2 separate regions of the Rattus norvegicus genome follow, and region 1 is linked to region 2. The links are chromatin contacts, called in public Hi-C maps. All regions are on one chromosome and are shown on one strand. The core of a region is the stretch at or near the end of the contact, and the rest is flanking DNA. Distances in the headings are between cores, read along the strand shown.

What was found. A called contact is a pair of places that touch in the nucleus more often than the background predicts.
Region 1: a Hi-C map of prefrontal cortex shows a contact between it and region 2, with 2.4 times the contacts expected there. The contact joins the promoter of Osbpl3 here to the enhancer-like site in region 2. A contact is called at or near these places in 6 of 12 Hi-C or Micro-C datasets (the A7r5 cell line, the Rat2 cell line, Schwann cells and 3 more).

The regions. Positions count from the first base shown.
Region 1 is chr4:80,850,784-80,857,245 of GRCr8, forward strand. Osbpl3 (oxysterol binding protein-like 3) reads right to left here and starts at 3,386. Exons shown (of 24, transcript NM_001427811.1): 1 at 3,028-3,386. LOC120102268 (a long non-coding RNA gene) reads left to right here and starts at 3,431. Exons shown (of 4, transcript XR_005503558.2): 1 at 3,431-3,546.
Region 2 is chr4:80,700,432-80,707,537 of GRCr8, forward strand. Osbpl3 (oxysterol binding protein-like 3) reads right to left here. Exons shown (of 24, transcript NM_001427811.1): 17 at 3,871-4,008. Among named protein-coding and RNA genes, the nearest start is that of Gsdme, 52 kb to the left of the region's middle. Within about 2 kb of position 2,115, at least 6 of the 93 cell types and tissues checked have an H3K27ac peak or open chromatin away from gene starts, as enhancers often do.

The DNA.
Region 1 (6,462 bases), core at 2,136-4,635, 150 kb after region 2:
CGAAAGAGGAGGCTACAAAAACACAAGCAAGATCCTGAGACAAGGGTGGAGGGAAGCAGGAATGCGGCCTGAACAGTTGTAACTGAGAAGGCAAGAGAGAAGTTTCTAGAGCAAACTGATGAATGCGTGGATGTAGGCAGAACTGGGGTTTGCAGGAAACCGGCAGAACTGGGGTTTGCAGGAAACCGTGGCTCTCAGTCATGCCTGGAAAGTGCTTTCAGCTTAACAGCTCCCACCAGGCCCTGATGTCTCACAACCCCCTCACTTCCAGAGCATTCAAATCCAGCCCTCCCCAGAGCTCATGAAAGGGAAATGTCAATTAAGAAAAGGTAGCCCTGCCAAGAAGTACATTATAAATCAAGTGATGGGTTATCCAGACCCTCATGCAGGGAGAACTGTATTACCCCAAAACTGTCTGGAAGCTGAAGGAAGAGGGGATGCCCACAGCCCTCCTCCTCCCTCCTTGCTAACTAGGCCCTTTAGCAGGCAATCATACCATCTCTTTCCAAATCTCTCCACAACCTCAGCTTCACACGCAAGGGTGGAAAGAGCTAAATGCTCTTTACGGAAAAGTCACCTCAGAGCCTTCTGGGGTGAGTGGCTTCTGCATCTGAGGCAAAGCTTTCCAGCACTTTCCAAAAGGATTGGAGATGGGCACTGGGAGCTCATTTACCACAGGGGTGGGGGGTATGGGGGAGGAATAGCCTGACTCCTTTCCAGATCCAGATGAAAGGGGATCCTTTCCTCCCTACTAAAAGCCCCTGATGGATCAGGCTCACAAACCATGTACTTAACCACAAAAACCAATGCAGTGGGACCCTGCACCACTCAGAAACAGTGTATCTGACACATGTGATGCAGGCACCACAAAGCTTACAGCCCAGTCTCCAATATCATTAGCACATCTTACCACTGGGCTCCGTCACTGGCTTAACACCGATTAAACAGTGGGACAAGAGACATCAGAGTATGAGGGAAGGTGCTAAGGGTTTAGAGTCAGAGAGATAAGGAAGAACTCAGGGAAGTGCTACTGGCCCAAGGCAAATTCCTGAACCTAGCTGTAGTTTCCTCAGGTGACAGAGCCTGTCAAGATTATGACATAATTCGTCCTGTGCAGTCTGCTATTATCTGGCCTACAACTATTAGTCATTACCGAAAATGGATCTCAGGGATTAAACGGTGACTCTTTCAGCGGAACAACATGTCCACTGCCTGTGAAAGTGGAAACCATATTTTCATCTCTTAGAAGTAACTAACCCGGGGTTGGGGATTTAGCTCAGTGGTAGAGCGCTTGCCTAGGAAGCGCAAGGCCCTGGGTTCTGTCCCCAGCTCCGAAAAAAAGAACCAAAAAAAAAAAAAAAAAAAAAAAAAGGAGTGGCTGGAAGGGGCATCATTTGGGATAGAATTAATTAATTAGTTATTTAAAAATAAGTAACTCTTCATAATAAAAAAGAGGCTAGAGTCATAGTACTGCCCAGATAACCTTAGGACAACTGGTTAACCCACAAGAGCCTTAAATGTTAAAAATGTGTAGCTTGGGTCAGAGGGACGGGTCCTTGAGTAAAAGGCAGCTGTTAGCAAGCCTGATACCTGGATCCCACGGGGGGGGGGGGGGGGGCTCCTAAAGTCCTCTAACCATCACACACCTGTATGCACACGCACGAGGTTGTGAACACACACACACACAATACATCTAAAATAGGAGACTTTTAAAAAATCTAGCTAATCAAACTACTATGATGTCAGTGATCATCTATATGCACAAAGCTCCCAGCAAACACCTTGATGGTTAGTGGGTGCTCATCAGCACGAGTTACTGCCATTTATTAATTTTCCCAATTAAAAAAAAAGAAAAAAAGATGAAAATCCAAACCAGCTGTGAAATCAATATTCTCGGATTATGAAGACGTTAACGTTTACTCATTCCATAAATGTGTAGTGTGTAGTGTGGGTAGGCTGCATTCTTAACACTGAGGATAGATAGACCGAGGAATAGGACCTGGGCTCTGTTTTCCCAGGACTTTGCATCCTAGCAGCGGAAGAAGGCTGGTAGATGGAAAAAGCAAGCAGATGACTCCAGGCAGCTTTAAGCACTGTGAAGAGCTGCAAACAGTGCAGTGTGGAGTTGATGGGGAGAATGGACATTTAGTTTGGATGCACTGCAATCTGTCTGAAGGTCTCCGGCGGCCAAAAGGAGGTCCTCACCTTCTATGATGCTTTAAGGGTTGAGTGTGCATGACCTAAAGTCAGACCTATGCTTGCCCGTCTCTGAAACCATCTTTTGCAGGTACAGCGTAAATAAAATACAGTACCTAAAGGTCCTCATCCAGTAATCAGATTCCTAGGACACTGCGACATCCGAGGGGGCTCCAATGCCCCAGCCCAGTACCCAGAGACAAGGTGAGAAACAACTTTATGTCCCTCTCAGCTCCAACAGTCTGGGAGGCACAAGGCTGGTTAAGAAGTGTCTGAAAGACACAAGACAATGCCACGGGCGACGCCAGAGGCAGCAAACGCCCGCTGAGTGCTTGAAGCCCCAAGGGAAGGGTGCTCTCGGTCCCAGTTTAGACACGGTGGAGCGCTGTGACCTGGCTGGGGAGGCGGAAGAGCGAGGTGCCTGCACCGCCGGGCTCCAAGCTCTCGGATGTGGTAAAGCCTCCCTCCTGGCCCAATTAAACAGGTTTCCTGTGCCTCCCGCCCCGGCACCGCGCCAGGCTGTGCCCGGGACAGCTCCTCTGCGCGGCATCCTCATGCACCCGCACGCAGGCTCCTAAGATCCTCTCCTTCCCGGTCCATCCCCGCTAGGCTGTAACTCCAGGATGAGCAACGCCAGAGTGCTTCATCACAGAAAACTGGCCCTTACACCCACCGCAGGCGACCTCCTAGTCTCAGGTCTGCCCCGTGGACCGGGGCTTCCAGGGATCACCACAGACACACTCTGAACCCTAGAGAATGGCTGCATCCCCGAACCTTCCCGGAGCCCCCACTACACCTCAACCCCAGCCTGGCGGACGCCCTGTTGCTCACCTGAGTGTTCACTGCTGGAGACACTGCTCGGTTCCCCTGTGCCTGCTTCAGACCGGGAAGGACACAAACCCGGTTTCTCGGGTCCCAAGCAAGTCTCAGCCGACGGCAGTTCCAGAACCAGCCGCAGGAGACTGGGGCGCCGAGCGCTGCTTGTCGACAGATGGTGGGCGGGAGCCCGCGCCCCGCACCAGTTCTCCTGGTGCTGGGGTCCCTGGTCCCGTGCCACTGGCCAGTGTGCGATCCGGCGACCAGTTCTCAATACTTTGCCTAGAACTTTAGGGCGCGCGCTGCCGGGCAATTAGCTGAAGAGCTGGGGCGAGGGGAGGGAGCTAGGAGGAGGAGCCTGAGTTCTCCACGGGGCGGAACAATATGAAAAGGGCGGGGGGCAGCAGAGTGGCTCCCACTCCCACCAATCAGGAGTCATCCGGGAAAGGCGGTGAGGCGTTGGACTTGGAAGCTGCAGGCGGATTCCGTGACGCCAGCAAGGGTTCAGGGCGTGTGCAGGGGCGGAGGGTGATGGTAGGTGTGGCTGGGCGGGGCAGCGGCTCCCAGCATCCCAGGGCTGTGTGCGCCCCTAGGCTCTTAGTAAATATTTTTTGAATGACTTAGGAGGAAGTTGAGGTTCGCGCAGAAGGAGCTGTTTTAAGGAGAAGATTCCAGGGGACTCAAGTAGTCCAACGGACAATAATCACCTGAACACTGAAAAGGGCTGAGAATAAAGGAGAAATGTGTGTGAGCCAAGGGGGTTAGGCACAAGATGTCTAAAACTGGGTTCGGACACTAGGGACCTGGCCCCCCAGAAGCAGTTTTCTAGATTGGAGAGGGGTTACAGAGGAGACAGGAGGGGAGAAAGGTGTTGTTGTTGTTGTTTTTGTTTTTGTTGTTGTTGTTGTTGTTGTTGTTGTTGTTGTTGTTACAGTCCCGGTTCATGAACTAGAAAAGAAGACACAATGTAGTTACGAAACGCAGGAGCATCTGGCTAGAGGTCCAGGCCCATCCGACTTCACTGCCCACTTGCCAGAATCCTAGCTTGGACGCCAGTCACTGATAATTTGAGGTCAATTTGCAAATCGCACATGAGTCCAGCGCCGCAGGTGGCCCGGTGGGCAGAGAATGATAAATGCCAGGAACAGATGGGACCCTGCACCTGCGGTAAAGGCACACAGGGTTTCTGCCCTCTCAGAACCTACATTTTAGAGAGGGAGCAGACGATAAACCAAAGAGAGTATACATACATACATAATCAGGAAAACGTTGGTGAACTGTTAGCACGGAGACAGTGCCATGCAGAGAGCTTTGGAAGGAATGGGTGATGGGAGTAGCCCCTGAAGGCCTCTAGGAGGACTTCCCAAAGTCCTCCCAAAAGAGGAAGAACTCGGCAGCTCTCAGGCAGTAGGAACTGCGGATGGTAAGAATTAAACCCCTTTAAGATCCATCTGGCCTTCCTCACCGAACTGGGCATGCTGACTCCTTTGGTTCAGCTGACACTCTAGATGTTCCAGAATGCCAAGTACATAAACCAGCCGCCGGCTACCAACCGCCACTGACATTGCCAGTCTGACCCTGAATTAATGTGTCTGAGGCTCTTTCCCACATCTATATAAACCACGTTTCATTCACTACATTTGGATATTCACTTTCTGGAACCTTCCACGGATACACTCTCTGGGACTGTCTGCTTTGGCTCTGGCAGGTGGCCAGGGAAGTCTGGCTAAGGCAGATTCTCTAAATGTTGTGAGCCCCTAGCACTTGGTTGGTGATCTTAGTATGAATGGTGCTGGGCTTCCTAAACTGCTGCAAACAGGAAGGAGCACCAACTGAGGAGCAGGCCTGAGGCACCTTGCCCACGCCCAGCTCAGGTGCCTGAGTCACACTCCCTTCTAGTAACTCTTTCTTAAGACATCCTCTCTTCCTCTTTTCCTCTCCCCACTTCCCGATCATCTTGTTGCATCTGGGTTAGCTTTCCTACAGGAGACGGACCTTTTATCCCAAAGAAATGTCTTTACTGCAGGGGAAGTCAACCTTTGGACTTTGTAAACTATGTTTATCATCTGCAGAGTTCATACTCCAGATTACACAATTACAGAACTACATATACATATATTTGTGTGTGTGTGTGTGTGTGTGTGTGTGTGTTGAGCCTAATTCATAGCTACCCGGAACCCAACGAGGTCAGAGCCTGCACCAAATGGCCTGGTAGCCAAAGGTTGGACAGAAAGCTATGGTTTTCTTGTTTAAACTGACATCCTTTCCTTGGATTTTTCTTCTCTTTCTCCCAAGCTGATGGTGTGTTCCTGTCAGTACTGAAGGCAGTTAATAAGTCAGGATGAGAGATTTGTTCATATTCAAACCGCCTTGCCTCCCAGGAAGAGGAATCTCAGCGAGTCTTTTCAGTTTCACTTCCTCTTCTAAATAAACTTCCAGGCGCTCTGCTCCTACCAATCAAGAGGGGAAAGATTAAAGTTGAAACCCACGCAGAGTTAATTATCTTGCAAAAGCTCGTTACCATTCCTAAAATTAGCTCCCCCCTCCCCGCAATCTTATTTTAGCGCAATGATCTGAATGTACTAGGGAAAGATCAATGGTTGCCTCGTAAGTTTCTAGAGTCTTCTTCTCTGAAGAGCTGAACAAATGGCTGTTGATCTTTCCAGAGGCTCTACCCCCTTGCAGTGTTTTTCTACATTAGCTTAATGCTTTTCTTCTTTTACATTTATCAATTGTGTGTGTGTGTGTGTGTGTGTGTATGTGTGTACATGCCACTGCATATATGTGAAGGTCAGAGAACAACTTGAAGAAGTTGGTTCTCTCCTCCCACCATGCGGGTCCTGGGGATCAAGCTCACGCTTAGTGGCAAGTGTCTTTACCCCATGAGACTCTCCCTAGTCTGACTGAATCCTTTTAGCCTCTGAAGTTCCTAGGAGTTAAGCAGGGGCTGCCTGAACTTACATGTTTTTACAGTAAAGAAAGCAGTTATAATCGAGTGTAGGCAAGAGCTACATAGGCTCCTAGAAGGGGAGGCTTCTTGTCTTCCCATGATGCCTCCTGGTTAAGCAATCCCCTTTCCTACTGGGTGAAATGGAAATAGTCATTATGCTTATTGGGCTGCATGAATTGTTTTGTCTGAAAACAATTGCTACGTAGACTAAGACAGAGGAGTCCCCACCAACCTCAGTGTGATTGACATTTTGGGCCCAATAATTCTTTGTTTACGTGCAGGGATGTCCAGTGCCTGTCTATCCTACCCAGTTGTAGCAACCAAAAAAATCTCCAGCATTGTCCAAAGACCACTGGAGGGTTCTTAACCAAAAACTACCGGCCCAGCACATAGCCAGTGTCACCAATCAGGAGACAGCAGACGTTTTTACTTAGGGCTAGGATTCTGGGCAAATTTTGAACCTAGGGCAAATTTTGCTTCCCTAAACCTATTTGCATAAT
Region 2 (7,106 bases), core at 865-3,364:
GCAGGAGGGGGGCAGACAGGAAGAGTAGGAGGTGAATGCAATCAGGGTACATGATGTGAGAGCCCCAAATAATCTTTTTTTTTTTTTCTTTTCTTTTTTTCGGAGCTGGGGACCGAACCCAGGGCCTTGCGCTTGTTAGGCAAGCGCTCTACCACTGAGCTAAATCCCCAACCCCTGAGAGCCCCAAATAATCAATCAAAAAAGTCACAGTCTACCTGCTGAAACCTCACAATAGATACAGAATCTGACTACTTTTCCTCACCCTGACTGCTCCTACCTGACTGGATTCTTATAGAATCCTCCTAACAGATCTCCCATGACTGTCTGTCCATTCCACAGGCTTCATTTTCAAGGCAACAAATATCCTGTCACTATTTTAAAACGTTTTTTTTTTCTAATCTGACCTTTCTAACTTTCCTGTGCTGCATTTCTCTGTAGAGTGAAGTCAGAGACTGTTTTGACTTCGACACACTGATGCTAACACCTATTCTCAGTGTCTTCAGATGTGAACACTACAAGACACCAGTTTGAAAGTCTAGGGCTTGTCCATTTGAATGAACACCTTTAGAATGAGCCCATTCACAGCTGATGCTTGATCTTTGGGGCTGGAAGCCTCTCTGCACAGGAAGAGATAGCCCAAATGGCTGTGTCTTTGCTAATTTTTTAGTCTCGATTCTTTGTTTTTGAAACTTGGGATCCTCCTGCCTTAGCATCCTGAGTAGGGTAACCTCATCCATCTCTGTTTTTACTACATCTTAAGCCAGGAAAAAGAAAGAAGGGTTATAAAGGGGGTGGGGGGTGGATTGAGGGTTAAGCAGCTAAGAGTTCCTGCTGTTCTTGCAGTGGACAGGAGTTTGGTTCCTAATACCGCACTAAGTGGGCATAACTTCTCATAGTTTCAGTTCCAAGGGATCCAATTGGAATCCCCCCAAATTTCAAAAGCTTGTCACCTGCTCATACTGGACAAGTGCAGCCCCACGCTGCTTCCATTGGGCAAATGGTCTCCTGGGCCAGAAGCAGAAAAGCCACACAAGCAGGTAGGGACATAAAATGACAAGGATGCTATGTCTTAGATACATCACAGTAGAGGGCTTCGTATACAGTGTCATTGAGTGAAGACTTGCATAAGGACAGGAGGAAGGTGTGTGTGTGTGTGTGTGTGTGTATGTGTGTGTGTGTGTGAGTGTGTGTGTGTGCACACGAAGAGCTGAGGTGTGCCCAGCACCCCAGAAATAGGAGACTCTAACCTAAGCCATGATCACTTCTATGGCAGAAGACATATTTTCACATTGTATACTCTCCTGTGATTATATTCCTATTTCCCACATAACCTGCTAATGGGGAAAATCCGCCTGTCCCAGCAAATACATACAGTGGTAGCATCCCAGTCCCAGGAGGCTCAGCTTTTCCTGGGTACACTAAAAGCAGCAGCCATTTAAGCCATAAGGCTAAAATCCAGACAAAGGATATGGCTCTGTCTCTACCAGGACCAGTGGTCATTATGACAGCAAAGCCAGCATAAGGCTGCCTGAGAGCTTGTTCTTTGTCTGACCAGCAGCACTCAGACTCTTGTGCTAGCAGGGGGGTACAGCAGATCTTACCCTACCTCCTAGGCTTCCGTCACTCCCCTTAAACTATTCTTAACACTCTATTTAAAGGTGTTTAAAAGTTCTCTCTAAATATAAGAGCAATAACCATGCATTCTTTCATGTCAGTGTATTATTGTCCCAGCCTCCTTCTATGGGCCATGAATTGTTACTCCCATTGGAAGAGGGCACAGTCAAGGTTCCAAGGTCTGAGGTTGCATATGCAAGGCTGCACACTGAGCAAACGGGCCCGGCCTGTGCTGCAAACAACAGCCAGCCTCTTTTGCTTTTTGCCTCAGGACCCAGTTCATACAGACCAAGGTATCTGGCGCTCTCTGGTGATCTCTCTGAGTACATGGGCACCTGTCCTTGGACCCAGGCCGCGCCACAGCAGATGTGCTGGCAGATCCGGTGACTGGTGCCACCGCTCCTGAGCTCGAGGACTGCCACTCACCTTTCCACAGCACATGCCCCTCTCCCCTCACAGCTCTTCCTCCTGCCCTGATTGTCAGCTGTAGTTTGGGGCTATTTTGGGCCTTCATTTTTTTTTTTCCTTCACAAGAGTGCATATAACACCATGGTAACCGAATCATGTTTTCATTTATTCTTGTTCCATTTTGAGTTTGGTATTTAAATAACCCAACTGAATTTGAATCAGACCGATTACTGGATCCCTTACCTACTGATTTAGCCCCCACCTGCCCATATTAAGCAATATTTATCTTATTTTCACCTGGGAAGACACTGGTGATACACTTCTGGGCTTTTGTATATTCATTGTCCTCTGAGTTCCAGGGGACACAATGGTTTTAGGATTTGGTTTTCATGATTTTCTTTTTTTTCTGAGATAGGGCAGCCTAAGTTGCTCTAGAACCCTCTATGGAGCCGAGATTGGATTTGAACTGTCAACCCTCCTACCTGAGGCATGACTGCTCCCAGCCTATACTATATTAAGAAAAGCAGCATATTCTTCAGTTTCTTGGAGGTTGGGTGTGGTGGTTTGGACCCATAATCCCTTTACTCAAAAGGTTGAGGCAAGAAGAGAGTTGTTTGAGGCCAGACTGCATCTGCAGTGAGATCATCTCAAAGAAAAAGAGAGGCAAAGAGTGGGCGGCAGAAAAGCCAAGCTCACCACGCGTCTCTCCCAGTCCTATAATGCAAATCCATTGACAAAAATAATCAGAGCAAAGTGTTTTAGCAACCCCCACTTCCTCTTTCTCCTCAGTTTTCTAGGAGTTGGGAGAGAAATATTTCAAAGCAACGATGACTAGTCTCCTGAAAGGGGAGAGAGGTGGTTTTCATCTTTCTAAAGGTACGATGTCTATTTTAGCTGAAGGAGTGTTCCACATGGGCAAACACACGGGGTATTCATTCCCCGGGACACGACAGCCCTCGCACAGCAATGAGGACAGGCATCTCACAGAGCAGCCACACTTCATAGACCAGACCCTCCTCTATCCCCACAGATCACTGACTGTAGCTGTCACCCCCACTTCAAAGAGGAGACTGAAGCAGAAAGAGGTTCAGTAACTTGCCCTGAGTCCCGCAGCCTATAGAAACAGAACTGCACTCCTAATGTGAGCTGTGAGGCTCCTGGGCCTTCCCTGCTAACGTCCATGGAAGGATCTAGTGGACCCCAGGCCACATAAGGACAACATGCTCATCCATTACGTGAGGACAGGGTCTCTTGTCTGTCTCTATGGCCTCCCACTCCACTGTGGGGTCTGGGCATCTGCAATAGTACCAGGCACACAGTAAACATTTAAAAAAAAGACATAGCTTATTACTCTAAGGAATAAATACACACGTGAGTGATTCTTCTTGAATAAAACTCTAGGCCATTGAAATGATATGGCCATGCCCACTCTGAGAGGCAGGCAGCCGGGCTTCATTAATGGTGGAGCTAACTGTTCAAACACACTTTCAACCTCTAGGTCACACTCTGGTCAGAGGTTGTGCACCTCGGCACATCCTTTTGCTAATGATCTGAAGGAGAACAAATGTTGCTGCTGCTGCTGCTGCTGCTGCTGCTGCTGCTGCTGCTGCTGCTGCTGCTGCTGCTGCTGCATGTAACCCAGCAGGTGCTCAGAGCTACTGAGGCCTGTGTACCGTGGATGGTAGCTGGGCTTCCATGGGGAGAAAATGGATCCTTGGTTTTATGTGGCTAAGTCTGTAATTATCTCAGTCCTTTTGAAACCAGCAAAAGGGGGAAATAAATATTTCAGAAGCACATTAAATAGCAGGCAAAGCAATGCTCTCCACAAACACAAAGGGCACACATCACCTGCTCGGCAAAAAACTGGAAACCCTTGTCCTGTCGGATGCATTCGTACGTTTCTCCAAGGACCGGGTTAAATGGCTTGCTGCCTGCCCGGAAGTAGCTGGATGCATATGCAGAGATGGCGAAGGCTGCCACGTATACCTGTGAGCAGAAGGAGGGAAGGGGCCGGCTTACTTCTGTGTCACCAAGAAATAAAACCTTCTATTTCAGAAAGACAAGGATTGGCCTTTGGTTTTAAAGACAACTCAAGCAACTTAGGCTTAAACAATGCTCATTTGGACCCAGAGGCAAGTCAACCAGTTTAAATTGCCTGCTTATTTTGGTGACTGAAATCTGGAAGCCAAGATCTGATTGAGGGGACGAAATTCACCCAACAGCAGGTCAACGCTAAATGCCCTACATGGAGCCAGGCAGTTTGGGCAGACCCAATGTCAGGGTATCAGGGCAGGTGGTAAGAGTACAGGGACGTCAAAGGATCCCCTAAATTCATAAATATAATACACTCAACTAGTCATCAATTGATACAGTAGAAACCCAGAAACTTAAAAATCACACTGATCAAAGGAACTGTGAGAGGCATTGATGCGCCCTGAGAGGCAACAGACTAGGGACAATGTGAATTCTGCCTTTCTGTGAGGAAAACTGACAGGTGGAGGAGGAGGAGGAGGAGGAGGAGGAGGAGGAGGAGGAGGAGGAGGAGGAGGAGGAGGAGGAGGGAGGGAAGAGGGGTATGAGAGGAGGAGGGGGAGGAGGAGGAGGGGGGAGGAGGGGAAGAGGGGAGTGTAAACTACATGTGCACATGGGATTAGCAGAATCCTTTCCTGGCCGTCACCACGAGAATTCCAGCATGCTCTTTCGAAGCTTTTTCCTCAGAGCATCAAAGAAAACAGATTCTTCTCTTCTCTGTATCTTGTTTTCCCTTCAAAGTTATGTGACAGTAGTAAAAGAGATTTATTTTTAATGTCGAAGAGTAGCAGGCCTCAAGATTCTTCTCTGACCACCCTATGAGGTGTGCCATACCCAGTTCAGCTCACCTATAACTGGCTGTGTTTATATGTGTGTGCACATGTGCGCACGAGTGCCATGTCATGGAGGCGAAAGGTCAGAATCAGGTGTCTTCCTCAGTTGCTCCTCACCATAGTTCTTTGAGACAGGGTCTGTTACTGAACATGGAGATCACTAATTTGGCCAGCAAGCTCCAAGAAGCCACCTGTCCTGCCACTTTCCAGGGCTAAGGGTTACCACTCTGACAGTCTTTTCAGAGGTTCTAGGGATCAAAGTCAGGTCCTCCTGCTTATACCACAAACACATTACTGGCTACGCTGTCTCCATTTCCATTTCCCCTCCATCTCTTTAGCTTTTGACACACCAAACAGTAAGCTCACTGTCTATATGGAATGCCAAACACCTTGAGTCTCCTTTAAAATGTAAACCACAGGGCTGGAGAGGTGGCTTGTTGTTTAAAAGCACTGCTGCCCCTGCAGAAGCCCAGAGCATGGTTCCCAGTACCCACAACCTCATCCTCTTCTGCCCTCTGAGGGCTCCCGCACACATGTGGTGCATATAAACTCACTCGAGCACACACATGCACAAACACATGACAGCAGACTAAACAACAGTGTTAATCTTGATACCCGCAGTAAGGAGAGGTGGGCAGAACAAACTCTTCCCTTTGGTGACACAAGGAGCCTACACAGGAGAACGTGGTGACTGCACAGCAGGAAAGGAAACATCTGGGCTGTGGCTTCAGCCCCTTGGCCATGCTCAGGACATTTGGTCTTGCCTGAAACTTTTTTATTCTTTCTTTCTTTCTTCCTTCCTTCCTTCCTTTCTTTCTTTCTTTCTTTCTTTCTTTCTTTCTTTCTTTCTTTTTTGTGGCAAGATCTCATATTATAGGCCATGCTGGCTTGGAATTGCACCAATCCTCCTGCCTCAGTTTCCCCAGTGCTGAGACTACAGGTGTGATTATACTATGCTCAGCTCAAACTTTTGTCCAGGTCAAGAATAGGAATCAGTCAGCCCCAAACTTGCACCAATCCTCCTGCCTCAGCTTCAGTGTGGGATTCCAGGCTGGAAGCACTGTGCTTCCCACAAATAACTGTTCAAGGTCAAGTGCAGGGCTCAACTGTTGAACATCTTAAGGGCTCTAAACTGCCACAGGAGAGAGACACACTTTAGAATATTTTCATGTTCAAAGCGAATCATTTTCTTTGAACCAGCTGCCATAAATGCCGACTTTTACCATTTGCTTTAGAAGCTTCCTGTCTCCTGTCTTCAGCGGACATTCTCTTTGGGAAATTTAAAAAAAAGGGCAAAATCACAACTTGTGGTTTTTGAAACTTTTGATCATTAGTATGAAGAGAGAAAAATCTCTTTGATGAGAAGACCCCAGAGATCAGACCAAATGACCACAGGATGTCTCTTTTAGCAAGATCTGAGGGTCCCCTTTCATTTCCAAATCATGGCAGCTAAGAAGCTCTATGAGGGTCAGAACTGTGGGCTGTGTGGAGACTGAAGGGTCTGCATCCTCTGTCACAGGGAGTGTGGGATTGTTGTTGCCTAGTTCTGTGAAGCCACACCCCCTGGGGGAGGTTTGGTCAGTAAGCAAATAGCAAGTGAGAACTGCATGTGTGGAGGTGGTGCGGGTGCAGGTGGACACTGAAGTCCCAGCTCACTACACAGGCAAGGACCCAGCTACACCAGCTCACATATGAGGAGGCTGGAAGAACGGTTTCCTAAACTAAAATTCTCAGGAGTTTCACAATCAAAGTTGCTTATTTAAATAACTCTATGGGGAAGGAGAGAGAGAGAGAGAGAGAGAGAGAGAGAGAGAGAGAGAGAGAGAAAGGGAGGGAGAAAGGGAGGGAGAGAAGGGGGAGGAACTTTTCTGGTATAATGTCCTTCTGTGAATGATATTTTCCAAAAGTGTAGGAACAAATGGGACAATTCCAGAAATAAACAAAAACATTCTCAAGGGAAATTTACTCTGGATGAGAGAAACAACTCGAGAGATTAAATTCTGAGGGTAGTAAAAATAAACACAGCTTAAAGCCATGTTTTTTTTCCAGCCAGACCTATCAGAACCATCAGACAGAAGCTTCCAGAGAAAGAGCAAGCACAAGAAAAGCAGAAACACCCGCCCCCAGGCACCAGCTGCAGGAGCCCCTTGCTTCCCCCTAAAGCAATTTCTGATGCGGTGGCTGCTCACAGCCGGGGTAGGGGAGGACTGCCTATTTCTG